Linked DNA regions of Gossypium arboreum: regions 1 and 2 are each linked to region 3. Evidence: chromatin contacts called from public Hi-C data. All regions are on one chromosome and are shown on one strand. The core of a region is the stretch at or near the end of the contact, and the rest is flanking DNA. Distances in the headings are between cores, read along the strand shown. Region 1 holds the start of LOC108486348. Region 2 holds the start of LOC108454266 (protein SLENDER RICE1-LIKE 1-like). Region 3 holds the start of LOC108484342 (probable inactive receptor kinase At2g26730).

What was found. Hi-C and Micro-C count contacts between places; a contact is called where the count stands out from the background.
Region 1: a Hi-C map of leaf shows a contact between it and region 3, with 5 times the contacts expected there. The contact joins the promoter of LOC108486348 here to the promoter of LOC108484342 in region 3. A contact is called at or near these places in 2 of 5 Hi-C or Micro-C datasets (both in leaf).
Region 2: a Hi-C map of leaf shows a contact between it and region 3, with 4 times the contacts expected there. The contact joins the promoter of LOC108454266 here to the promoter of LOC108484342 in region 3. A contact is called at or near these places in 2 of 5 Hi-C or Micro-C datasets (both in leaf).

Annotation. Positions count from the first base shown.
Region 1 is chr6:132,081,622-132,086,156 of ASM2569848v2, forward strand. LOC108486348 reads right to left here and starts at 3,159. Exons shown (of 7, transcript XM_017790360.2): 1 at 2,704-3,159; 2 at 2,228-2,363; 3 at 1,707-1,788; 4 at 636-811; 5 at 47-184. The coding sequence starts at 2,821. It overlaps LOC128294189 (a long non-coding RNA gene), which reads left to right and starts at 3,766. Exons shown (of 2, transcript XR_008284489.1): 1 at 3,766-4,000; 2 at 4,316-4,422.
Region 2 is chr6:131,942,163-131,946,262 of ASM2569848v2, forward strand. It overlaps LOC108454266 (protein SLENDER RICE1-LIKE 1-like), which reads right to left and starts at 2,550. Exons shown (of 1, transcript XM_017752671.2): 1 at 363-2,550. The coding sequence starts at 2,112. The coding sequence ends at 496.
Region 3 is chr6:131,639,846-131,644,533 of ASM2569848v2, forward strand. LOC108484342 (probable inactive receptor kinase At2g26730) reads left to right here and starts at 3,077. Exons shown (of 2, transcript XM_017788095.2): 1 at 3,077-4,580. The coding sequence starts at 3,287.

The DNA.
Region 1 (4,535 bases), core at 1,909-4,408, 440 kb after region 3:
TTCTAGCACAACAATCAGACCAATCTCAGTTGAAGTCGGAACTTACTGGTCTGCATCCCAGAACTTAACTGTAGATCCATCTGCAGTTGTCATATATCGGCCATCTTGACTCACTTCAGCACTGGTCACAGGTGACTTGGTCTCTAGTGTTTGAACTATTTTACCACTCCTTACATCCCATAATCTGTACAGCCAGTAAGAAATTCAGAAATAGGAGAGGGCAAAGATGCCATAACCATGACAAACATTACACTAGGTTAATAACAACATATGAGATCAATTTGACACAGTTATATACCCTGTAAAAATGCTTTAAATTAACTAAAAATTTACTGAATCAACAAGCAGGCAAGCATCTGGACTGCAACTACTTATAATGTCGTGTGCTATTCTGCTTTCTCCCTCCCTCTGAAATAAGCTTACATACAAAAGTTAAAACTGTTGTCCACTGAAATTCATGCATCCAAAGATTTGGTCTCAAACCCTCCAACTAAGTGTCATGGTATCCAAACATGTAATAGGAATCGATAGTAAATAACAACAAAAGCAAGCAAAATGCTTTCTTTTAAAGAACAATGAACTACATATGCGACATAAGTTAAATGAAAGAACCTCCAAACGAGGGAGATGGATACCTGACACCCCCCATATCAGTGCAAGAACTTAATAACGTCTGATCACTATGCATCCATGAAACCATTCTGACAGATCCCGGAGATTTGTCTACTTCTCTCGGAGGTGCTTCTGGACGATTCAAATCATAAATACGGAGGACTTTCTCTATTCCTCCAGTCAACAGAAGGCGTGTATCCTGATACAAAATCAGAAACCCTTGAATGAGGTGAATAACAAGCAAGAAGTAAAGAAGTAAAACAGGCAATAACAATTAGAGTTCTTGACCAAAATTTAATATTGGGTACAAAGAAATCAACAATTCCACAACAGAACTTAACTAATGATGAGCAAAAGGCCTTTAAGAAAAACTGAAAACTAGTGCTATTTTCAGATAAGATAGAACAATGCACTATCTTTTCAATAATCCCAACATTCACCGTGATTCCTATGAGTATGACTTCATATATGGACAAATTTACACAAGTCAATTCAGAATGTCTTTATTTATGATTTTCCATATTAATATGATAGTATCAACAATTACGGCTTTAATAGTGGAGAAATGGTCCACCTATATCTGTAATAGCAGAGAAGGTAGAGGTTCCTTCGTATTCTAATAAATTCCTTACAAGAATAACAAAATGAACAAAAATATTATGATAATTGTGACAAAAATTCATTGCATGTTGACCAGGCCTTCAGAAGTCAAAACATAGTTTAAATTTCCTTGTCAAAGCAACCAAATAGACTAAAGATCAAGAGAAGCCATTAAATGTTGCACTACTAGCTTGCATTTAGAAACAATCAGTACTATTCACAAGAACCACAGAGGTTATCTGTAAGCAATTAAAATTACTTTCACATAGTAATAATGACAAAAAGGGTAACCTAGAAAGCTGTTCAACAACCTGCCTAATATATCGTATAAATATCCTTTTATCAAAAGAACGATGATTCACGAACCCACATACGCTGTACACATTTCTAACACCATATCTTTCTTTAATTTGCCCTACCATATTCCACCATGTATCAACTAGACTAGTTCATCCAAGTGAAAGCTTAAACGGAATGAAAAGCATCAAATTTACCTCAGAAAAAGCACAAGCTCGAACTATATGCTTATGCTCAAATGAGTGCAATATGTCACCTGTTAGTGCATTCCACACTTTCCTGCACAAAAGAAATGGCATTTCACAAGATCTATCAACCTTTTATCAATGAACAACCCCATAAAGAAACAGCAGTTGAAACAACATATACCGTCCAAGATTCCAAGTTAAAATATCTCAATTCAAACTATAGCAGTAGGAGATTGAAGCACGAGCAGTTACGTAGGGTAAGCAAACCATTATTAAAAGTATTGTCTACTTTTAAGTGATAGTGTATTATTTGAGAATCAATAATCAACAGCAGATAGAAAATTGTACAGAGCAGGCACAAGAAAAGCAGCACTACAAATCGGCAATTTATAGTGAGATGTTCAAAGACCTCCCGTGTTATATTCCAAATCTGCATATATATGCAATCACAAACAATAAATAAACAGACAAACAACTTTTAGAGTACAAAAACATATAGCAAATAACAGCGATCAAGAATGAATAACTACGCAGTAAAGTCGGCAGAACCAGAAGCAGCCCGTAAAGCGTTTGTATCCAAGCAAACACTCCACACTGCACCCTTGTGTCCTTCAAACGTTCCTATCCAATCTCCAGTTTCACCATTCCTCAGCATGGGACTGGAATCTGAACCAGGCAAATAAAGCATCATTTTTACGAGCATGAGATCAATATCGATTTATCCCTCTAAAGAACTACATATCTTTCATTGTTCTATGAAAAATTAAGGTCTTAACATTATAATGTACTAATAGCCACCACTTATATTCATATAATGATTTATATAATCAAATCAATCAAATATACACTACAAATAAGCCTAGAAAGGGATTAAAAAGTGGATTTAAGACAATCAATTACTTGTATATAAACCCCTTTCCAGAGACAATAAATAAACAACAAAATCATAATGCATTTTACAGAAGAACAAAAGTCAGAGACCAAATAAATACTAAATAGTAACTACCTTTGCTGGCACTAATGAGAAAAAAGCCATCTAGAGTGACAGGACTATAAAAGAGATCCACAACAGGACGTGAATGGCCATGACATACAAGTGGGACCGCAATCTTTTTCTTGTCCATTTTCCTTCTTTCCCTTTTTTGTTTTTACTTCAACTTACAAACCAAACACCAATGGAGAAAAAACAAAAGAAAAGAAAACCCTTTTTTGATCACAAAACAAAACAAGAGAACAACCTTAAAATCCTTAACAAATCTACACAAACCCAAAGAATAAAAAAAGACAAACTGGGTTTTTTTTCCCTTTCTTTTGGGGATCAAAATGTAAAGGAATGGCGGTAGTTTAATACAGGTGAGAAGAGTCTATGATTAATGAATCCCGGGCTCTGATGCGAAAACGTTAAGAGGGAAAAATGAAACAAATGGGATACGGGCACAGAGCAATGAATATAAAAGGGGCGTGGCTAAGGCGCAAGATGGATGTCATCTTATAGGCTGGCTTTCCAGTTGACTTAATCCACTTTTTCCAACTTTCTATTTTTAAGGTAGAAAAAAGATGGTATATACTTTATCCGCACTGAGCGGAAGGATGCTGAAAGTTCCACTTGGCCCCCATTGTTTTGAAAAAAATCTCCCACTTATCATTTTCTCTGTTCTTCATTTTAGAAGTTTATAGGAATCAGAATTAGAATAAATTTAATATGAATGACTATGAGTTGAAAATAGAAATATATCCTAAATTTGGATTTAAATAAAATTAAACATAGAATAATGTAAAAAAAATCCAAATATGTCAAAGCCTCGTTAACATGTTTTCAATTATTCAAATATAAGCATTAAATTTTACTTAATCAAAATTGTTTTATTTTGTTATCTTCTTTAAAGGAAATCTCAAAACATATAATATTTTATATATTTTTATTAGATTTATAAATATTTACAACTTTAACATATTTTAAATATTTATATTTTTTGAAAGAAAATTAGGTTGTATTTATTAAGATAAATTAAAATAAACAGAATCCTCAACTAAATCGGCCTGTTGGCCACGAAGGGCCTGCCACTCTTTGCAAAACAAAAAAAATAAAAGACATGAAAAGACAACCCAACATTAATGAGCTGTTATTTCCTAAAAATCTTCTTAAAATATCTTCATTTTCATTTACAGCTCTTGGAGAAGGACAAAAGACTGGTATTCATTAGGGTTCCTTCTCTAAATCATCCACCTGTTGGAATTCTTCACCCCCATCCTCGATCAATTTCTGCCTCTGTGACGCCCTCAGCAACTGGTCTGTGAATAATGTAAGTCTTTTCTACCATTTTTAAGCCTTTTGATACCAGATCATGCGCTTGTTCGTTTGCTTTTCTTCGTACATAAATGAACTTACTTTCATAGAAAATCTTGCACATTTCTTGAATGTCTTGAATGTCTACGCCGATTACCGACTTGTCTATGATCTTAGTTTGAGCTTTTTTTATCACTGTCAAAGAATCCCCTTCAATGTCAACAAACTTTAATCCTAGATCCCTTCCTAAGATAACTGCCTGTAAACATGCAACAGACTCGGCTGCAAACCTCGAAGGTATATTCTCATGATTTATGGTTTTTGTGGCTAGGATTTTCCCTTTCCAGTCTCTGACTATGAGTCCCGAACATGACCTTTGTGTTTTAAGGTCCACTGCTGCATCGAAATTGATTTTGTAGATACCTTGAATCGGAGGCCTCCATTCTGCACTTATCGGGCTAAAGGCAAGTTTTTCCCATTTAATGTTATTTAGTTCTTGTAAGTACTGTAAGCTGAATCTTGCCGTCTCTGTCCCTACATTTTCTTACCCT
Region 2 (4,100 bases), core at 1,300-3,799, 300 kb after region 3:
TATAAAATGAAAATTTAATATAAAAAAAAGCACATAAAGTTGTGTTAACGAAGTTTTAGAATTTTTTATATATATTTTATATAAATTCTTTACTTTTTCATTATTTATTAATTTTCTACTATCATTTTTAAAGCTAATTTTTAAATTTGAATAATAAAAATTTTATAGGTAAAAATAATTTTATTTATTTTGAACATTATTCACTGATGCAATCGATACGGTTCAAAATTTAGATCGAAAAAAATAATTATTCTGATATATTACTAAAATAATGCAACCGAAACCGAATACATTGCTACTACTTGCATTACCCAATTTAAAGATAGATTGAGAAAAATGATTCCTAAATAGCTACGAACAGATTCTCCTGAAGTAAAATTTTATAGAAAATAGTTTGGTGAAATGCATTGAAAGGTAAAAAAGATAGAATTTCAAAAAATAACCAAATTACTCTGGATTTACAGCAAGATCTTAGTTACTATTACCCTGCCCCTACTATGAAGATGACATATGATTATCCCACGCTGGCACGGCTTGCCAAGCCGAAGCCGCGATGAGAGGGCGGCTATGCCAACCAAGACTCAAACACCCTTCATTTTCTTCCACTGAATACCCTTCCGCCGAGAACAATGTGAGTAACATGCTAGCCTGTTTAAACGCGTTGGACCCCAAATGCAATGCCCTAAACCCGGCTCCACTCAGCCGTCTCCTCCATTTAGCCAATGGCTCGTGCCTTTCTACTCGAGCCGACCCTTCACAGCTCACTACGTTCCCTATTTCCCTCTGAATGTATATCTCGGCTAAAGCTTTTTCCGGCTGAACCCTGCAAGCTTCTAAAGAATCGAACATCGTTGAATAATAATAAAGAGCTTCTGTGAACCGGTCCAGAAAACCTGGTTGATTGTGGTTTGCTTCTTGTTCCACCACTGTCATAATTTTCGGGTTTAAGCCCCGGATCCAGCTCAGCACGGTGTCGATAGGAGAATTCCGGGTCTGTTCAGATCCGAGTAAACGGTGAAGCTGCATGATGGAGTTAACTGCCACCGCTTCTTTTGGATTCACCTGAAGCATCCAAGGCTTAACGTCTTCCAGCCTGGAAGCCGCGACTCCACGGAAGGCAAAGCGGACGTTGACGGACCGAGCCAACTCGGCGAGTCGTAAACCGATCTCGCGAAGTGAGTCACGGCCATCTGGTGATGGCGGTCCAATGCCAGTCAAACGGAGCAAAGGAGGTCCGCCAGGACGTAAAGCCAGGGCTTGTATCAAAGCTGGCCATTGTAGGCCGTGCATCAAATTGAAATCCACCACGTGTACGCAATCGTGACCGTCGAAAGCTTCGAGGATCGCCTGATTGGCCGTGAAGTGAGCGAATTTCAAGTATGGACAAGCTTCGTAAAAATGATGATGCAAAATCTCGTTCTCAAAAGCCGAGCCACCGTTGACAGAGCCACCGCCCATTCCTTGGAAAATACGGCGGCTTAAAGCGTCGATAAAATGTCCAGCAACTTTACCGATACCGCAAACGGTGTTGACATGAGTCAGTAACCCTTGCATGTCGCCGATCAATGAAGTAGCCAATGAGAGGTCTCCACTTTGGACGCACTCAGCACAAGTCATCAACATGTGGACCAGCCTTATACCCGAATCTTCTTCCATGGCCGTGACAACCGTCAACTGATTATCCAAACTCTGTTGCTCGTCATAAGTAATATTCTGGTGCACCTGCGGTGTATGAGGTTCGGCGGTGGTCCACGCGCTGTTTACCACCGTTTGATTGTTTACGGGATCCACGATGAAGTCGGAGGAGCAAGTGGGAGGAGGCTCAGCGAACTCAGTTAGCAGCGAGTCGACCCAGCAGACCAGATCAGAAGGGTTATAGAGTATAGCATCAGAGGCAAGTTGAGAGAAATCTGCAGGCGAATTACCCATGGCGGTTTCGAGTCGTTCCAGTCGTTGAGCTACTTGTCGTAACTCCGACGACCGGACTTTATAACCAGCACCGGCGAGTAGTCCATCAATATCTTGCTGCGGTGGCTTGGACGAGGAGGAGGAGGATGATAAGCTGCCACTGCTACTTCCCGCTGATGACGAGGTGGAGTCGTACCGCAACATGATTCAAATTAAAATTAGTTTCTTGGTTTTCAAATATTGAAAGAAGGGGCAGATCTAGCATGGCCCAAAGTTGGGAGAGACAGAGTGAGTAAGAAATGGATGAAAAAGAGAAAGTGAGAGAGTAGACGAAATGAGCTATGTATCCATCTTTTTAGATACTTTCTCTTTCCTCATTTTTCATTAAAAAACACCAATACACAATCATGAGTGGGATAGAAATTGAGTAAAAATTTTCAAATATATAAAATTAAATTGCAAAAACTTGGTCGAATCGTTTATATTTGTAGATGCTAAAAACATGGATTGAATTGAAAGAGATGGTTGATGGAGAGGAGAAGGCACTTTTGCAACACTTTTTTCCTCCAATCTCAATTTAGACTTAGACCAAATACATTACTCATCTTGCACATATCTTTTACACACCTAAACTTACTGTACAGTTCGAGTATCTTTGAGTGCAAAACCAACATAAATTAAGCAAAATAGAGTTAAAATGTTTGTACCGTGTCGGTACTTCTCTTGGTTATTGTTCATTTTTATTCATTCTATTTGAGTTGTACAGATGCATGTATGTGTCTATACCTAGGTGTAGGGAAATCAAAATCTAAGTCTAAAATATCTCCAAAAACATACAGATTCAAATTATTCTTAGTCCTCAAAATATTTCCAAAATATCATTCAAAACATCATGTAATTTATCTAATGTACCACAAAATGTGGTTACAATGTTGCTAAAAATCAGAAACAATGCAAAGATGAAACGTAACTATTTTGCCCGAGATCATGATCTTGTCTATCTTGATGAAAATTCCTACGACTTGATTCATTTCATGAAAATGGATTCAACTTTAATATAACAAAAACTAAATATACCTCGACGATGATACTAAGACTTGACCCTTTTTTAGAAAACATATTTGATTTTTCATAAAATGACAATTAAAAGGATCTCAATGACAATCCTAAGGCTCAACCCATTTTTTGAAAGGAAATTCGATTCTTTTATAAATTGATAATTAGAAGGACTTCAACAGCAATCTCAAGGCTCAACCCTTTTTTTGAAAACAAATTCAATTTTTGATAAAATGACAATTGAAAAAAAAAAAACCTCAACAATAATCCTAACTCCCGAGGCTTGGCCCATTTCTTAAAAATGGATATAATTTTTGATAAAAACAACAATTGAAAGCACCTCAACAACAATCTCAAGGTACAACCTCTATCTTGAAAAATAAATTTGATTTTTGATAAAAGAAAACAGAATTGAAAATTTTAGAAGGCAATCTCGAAGCTCGATTCATTTTTTTCAAAACAGATTCAGTTTTTAATTAAATAATAACCAAAAGAATTTTAACATTAATCACAAGGCTCAACCTATTTTTTAAATAGTGTAAATGATTAATCCCGAGTTTAAAAACAATTTTTGTGAAACTAGAAATTGAAAATATTTAGCAGGACTTTTTGGAAATGAGCTTTGAAGAAACCAGAAGTTTGAGGCGAAACTAGAATTTAAATAGTAGGAAAAAGCAAAATTTGAAAATAACTTCCTATCATTGCCAGATACATTGGGTTGCCAACTTACTAGGGCTTGCAATTTTATGTATCATGCCAAGTTGGTTGGGATTAAATCTCAACTAAAAGCCAACTTATTCAAAAAATAACTCTAAAAACTAATAGAAAAATTAAAAGGAAACAGAAAGGATTTAAGCGAGAGAGATGCCAATAGTTTAACAACAAAAAGAATCAGATGACAAAATCGGGGGTGTTGAGTTCTGATCTAACGCTAAGAGCAAGAATAGTGGAATTGAAGAAAATATTGACACTAGTTAGGACCTTCTTTTGTTGAAGAAGATAGATTATTTCTTTGAGGGAGAGTAAAAAAAAATAATTTAATAATGATAATGTTTAGATCACAATAACTTTTAACTCTAAATTTCTTGTTGTTTTTTGCCCTAAACCACAAAAAATAAATTAAAAATAAAATTGCA
Region 3 (4,688 bases), core at 1,827-4,326:
ATTGGAATATTGACAATATTTCTCCAAATTCTATTTATATAAATAATAAGTATAAATATATTAAATGGTAAATTTAATTTTTTTAAATTGATGGTAAATTTTAATTTAAAAATCAAAGTGGGTAAAGTTTAATTTTAAAATTCAAATTTTAATGGCACAGTTCAATTACATAAAAGGTTGAGTGATAATTTATTTATATTCTTAAAGTATAATGACAAATATAAATCAAAATAAAATATAGTGACAAATATCAATATTCACTTACAATAATGTAGCAGATTTACACCATAACCTATTTTTTATTCATGCTTGTTGCGAGTCATAATTGAAGCTGGCATGTGACATTGTATTATTTGTTGTCAATACCACGCCATCTCATTATAACGGTGTTATAAAGAAGATACTAAAGCGTGTGACATGTTCTAAGCTTAGGTACTCAATTAAGTACAAACGATCAAATTTGTGAGACAGAATTTAAATGGGTTAATATATAGGCTTAAATGCTAAAAAAACCCTTCGAAAATAATTAAAAAAATCATTTGAGCCCTTCAACGAAAAGTGCATCCAATTAAGCCCTTTGAAATTAATTTTCCGTCCAAGCCCTTTATGGGTTGTTAACTTGACATTGGCTCAACAAAGTCGGACACGTGTTGCGTTATGAATGATACACGTGTTATTTTATTAAAGTAAATTTTTAATAACATGGAAATTGAATAAAAGAATTTTAATGACATGAAAAATAAAAAATGAATTGTTTTTATTAAGTTAGAAAAAACATTAATTAATAAAAGAAAATCTAATTTCAAACAAAATCTTCAGAGGACTGAGAGCTTTATATTCTTCGAAAAATTAAAATCAAAATCTTGAGAGCAAAAGTAAAAACTCCTAAGAATCCTAATTGTCATTACATATGAATTTCTTAAGCTAACACTCAAAACTCATTGCCCTAAATCAAGTACTGATTCAAAACCCCCCCCAAAGTCTCTTCAATCGAAACCTAAGATTCCGGTATCGAAGCGAAGTAGTTGTCTTAGTTTAATCGAACCCTAAAATACTTCAAATGAACACTCAAATTGAATTAACCCCGATCTTGAATTGAGAGGAATTGTTAAACATACATTGAGTCATTGACTTCTATCGTGGTTTAGGATTGATATATGCTTGTTGCTGAGAAAGTAACATGAGTTTTGGATTCATTATTGTGATGATTTATTTCTCTTTAGTTTGAGGGAGATTATGCATGATGGTTTGATTTTTTATGCTTATAGAGGACAATAGTACGAGTGTTGTCTACTTCATTCGTTTCTGATTGAAAATGTGTTGCCTTTGTCTTGTTTTGCGCTTCTTTATTAGATTAGGGATTTGATGAGGATGGTGACCCCTAAACCCAAAATTTTAACCCTTAAATCATGCTTCTTCTTCTTAAATCCATGTGTCAAAAATGGTCTTTCCACTTGTTCAAATTATTTCCACGTCATAATAACACGTGTACCATTCATAACTCGACATGTGTCCGACTTTGCTGAGTCAAGGTCAGGTTAATGGCTCGTCAAAAGTTTGGACAAAAAAATAACTTCAAATGACTCAATTGGGTGCATTTTTTTGTTGAGGGGCTCAATTGATTTTTTTAATAATTTTCATAGGGATTTTTTGGTATTTAAGCCTAATATATATTGTGGCCCCTAAACTTGGCAACTTGTACTTATTTAGTACCAAAATTTTTTTGTGAACCTATCTAGTGCCTAAACTTTAAAACCCTTAACCAAGTTGGTATCTTTTATTGATACTTGACTAACACATTTAGATTTTGGGCTCATGGCCAATAGAATGTTGACACATGTCTTAAAATTTAATAAATTTTTTTCTTAAAAATATTAAGAAATTAAGAATATTTTTAATTTATATGTATTGACAAACAATTGTCTATATTCATTTGAATCTGGACAACATTTTATTTAAATTCATTCGAAAATGTATTTTTGGTAATTTTATATATTTTTATAATTTCAAATAGTAATATATAATTTATTTTTAAAATAAATTCTAGGTGTTTTAGAAAATTTTAATTTTTGAATTTTTGTTAAATTTTAAGAATTTTTATTTCACGTGTACAATAAACTTTAACAAATGGTTATTGAAGTTCATTCTATACATATATTTCTAATAATTATATATATTTTAAAATTTCAAAAATAATATAAAAATATTTTCTAAAATTAATAAAAATAAAAATGCAATTTTATATATTTAACCAAAATACAAATAGTTTATACTTGAATTTTTAATTATGCTCGAGAAAATTTTATTAATTCTCTAATTAATCAAGATTTTGTTTAATTATCAATTTAAGAACATTTTAGATTGTGTTAGTATGCATTTTTCTCGTCCGCTCGAACTTATTTTAAAAACATGGAATTTATATTATAAAAACTTGGAATTTATTTTTTAAAATATATTATTATTTGAAATTATTAAAACACACATGCAGAATAAGCCTAAATAAATAATTGTTTAAATTTCAAATTTTTAAAAATAAGTTTACTTATTTTCTTTTTTAAAAATATTATTATTATTATTATTATTAAGACACATGTCAATATTCAATTGGGTACTACCTTAAATCCTTAAATCCAAAGGTGTTGAGTGAAATATCAATAAAAAGTATCAACGTAGTTAATAACTAATTTATATTATTATGCGGATACATGGGTCAATTGTGTATATTAAATTTATAATATTATTTTTTGTTTAAATTTTATAATGAATTTCTTTAAACAATTGAAAAACTAATGTAATTATAAAACATATTTGAAAATATTTAATTAATTTAAAATAAGTTATATTAATGTTATTTAATTTTAAAATATTTAACATTAAAATAATATAAAAATTCATTATAGTTTGAATATTAATATTTTTATATTATAAATTTATTATTAACAATCTATTACAGATTAATTATTAATATTAATATTATTAAAATTATTATTTTATTTTAATAAAATTATTTTTTCAACGAGGAGCGGGAATATGTGGGACAATATATGGAAAGTAAAAATAAAAGCCTGCCGATCCAACGCCAGATTCTCTCTCTCCCCTTCAGTTTTAACTCGGGTTTATTTCTGTTTCAACTTTATAAACTCGTGATCCCCCCCTTCCCTGTCTCATTTCTCTTTCTTTTATGGGTTCTCACCGGAAATCATTTCCGCTTCTTGCAAGCAGCCGACCAAAACTAACAGCTTAATACAGCAGCATTTCCCCCCCATTTTTCAATTAAAATCCCAAAATGGTAATAAATTTTGTCTGTGTTTTTTTAGTTTCAGTTCTGGTACTGAGTTTGGGAGTAAGCTCGGAACCAGTTGAAGACAAGCAAGCTCTCCTTGCTTTCCTTTCACAGACCAAACACGAGAACCGGGTTCAATGGAACTCATCCACCTCAGCCTGCGACTGGGTCGGTGTCGAATGCGATGCCAACCGCTCTTTCGTCTACACTCTTCGTCTCCCAGGTGTGGGCCTCATCGGTTCTATTCCTCCCAACACAGTCGGTAGGTTAAACCAACTCCGAGTTTTAAGTCTACGAGCCAACCGTTTATTCGGTCCCATCCCTGCCGACTTCTCCAACCTCACTCTCCTCCGTAGCCTTTATTTACAAGATAATGAGTTCACCGGCCCCTTCCCTCCTAGTCTGACTCGTTTGACTCGTTTGATACGGCTCGATATTTCTTCTAACAATTTCACCGGTCCAATCCCTTTCACCGTCAACAATTTAACTCAACTGACCCGGCTCTTCTTGCAAAACAATAAGTTTTCTGGTTCTCTCCCGACCATCAACTCCGACGGTTTAGATGATTTCAATGTTTCTAATAACAACCTTAACGGTTCAATTCCCGGCTCGTTATCTAACTTCCGTGAATCATCATTTGCCGGGAATCTCGGTCTTTGCGGAGGCCCACTACCGCCATGTAACCCATTTTTCCCTCCTCCGGCTCCATCTCCGTCCGAGCCCATTCCCCCTACAACTTCCAGAAGGAAGTCCAGGAAGCTTTCCACCGGCGCCATTATTGGCATTGCCGTGGGGTCTGCAATTGTAGCACTTTTGTTATTATTAGTCCTCATTCTTTGCCTCTGTAAACGGCCACGAAGGCCTCCGAAGCAGCAGAAGCCTTTTACGCCGATGACAACAAGAGATGTTCCGTCAGCGGAGGCGGGAACTTCGTCTTCAAAGGATGAAATAATCGGAGGGCCGTCCACAGAAGGGGAAAGAAACAAGTTGGTGTTCTTTGAAGGCGGGATTTACAGTTTCGATTTGGAGGGTTTGTTGAGGTCATCGGCGGAAGTGTTGGGAAAAGGCAGCGTGGGAACGTCGTACAAGGCGGTGCTAGAAGAGGGGACGACGGTAGTAGTTAAACGGTTAAAAGACGTGGCGGTTAGTAAAAGGGAGTTCGAAATGCAGATGGAAATGGTGGGTAAAATCACACATGAAAATCTGGTTCCATTGAGAGCGTTCTATTACTCCATAGACGAGAAATTGCTGGTTTACGACTTCATGCATGATGGTAGCTTATCTGCCCTGCTTCACGGTAAGCTTCTCTGTTTCATTTCATCTCTTTTCCGGGCTTAAGAAGCTATCTTTCATGCAAATGCTTAAAAAATAAAATCATATTGAGGATTAATTTTTTTTATTTTAG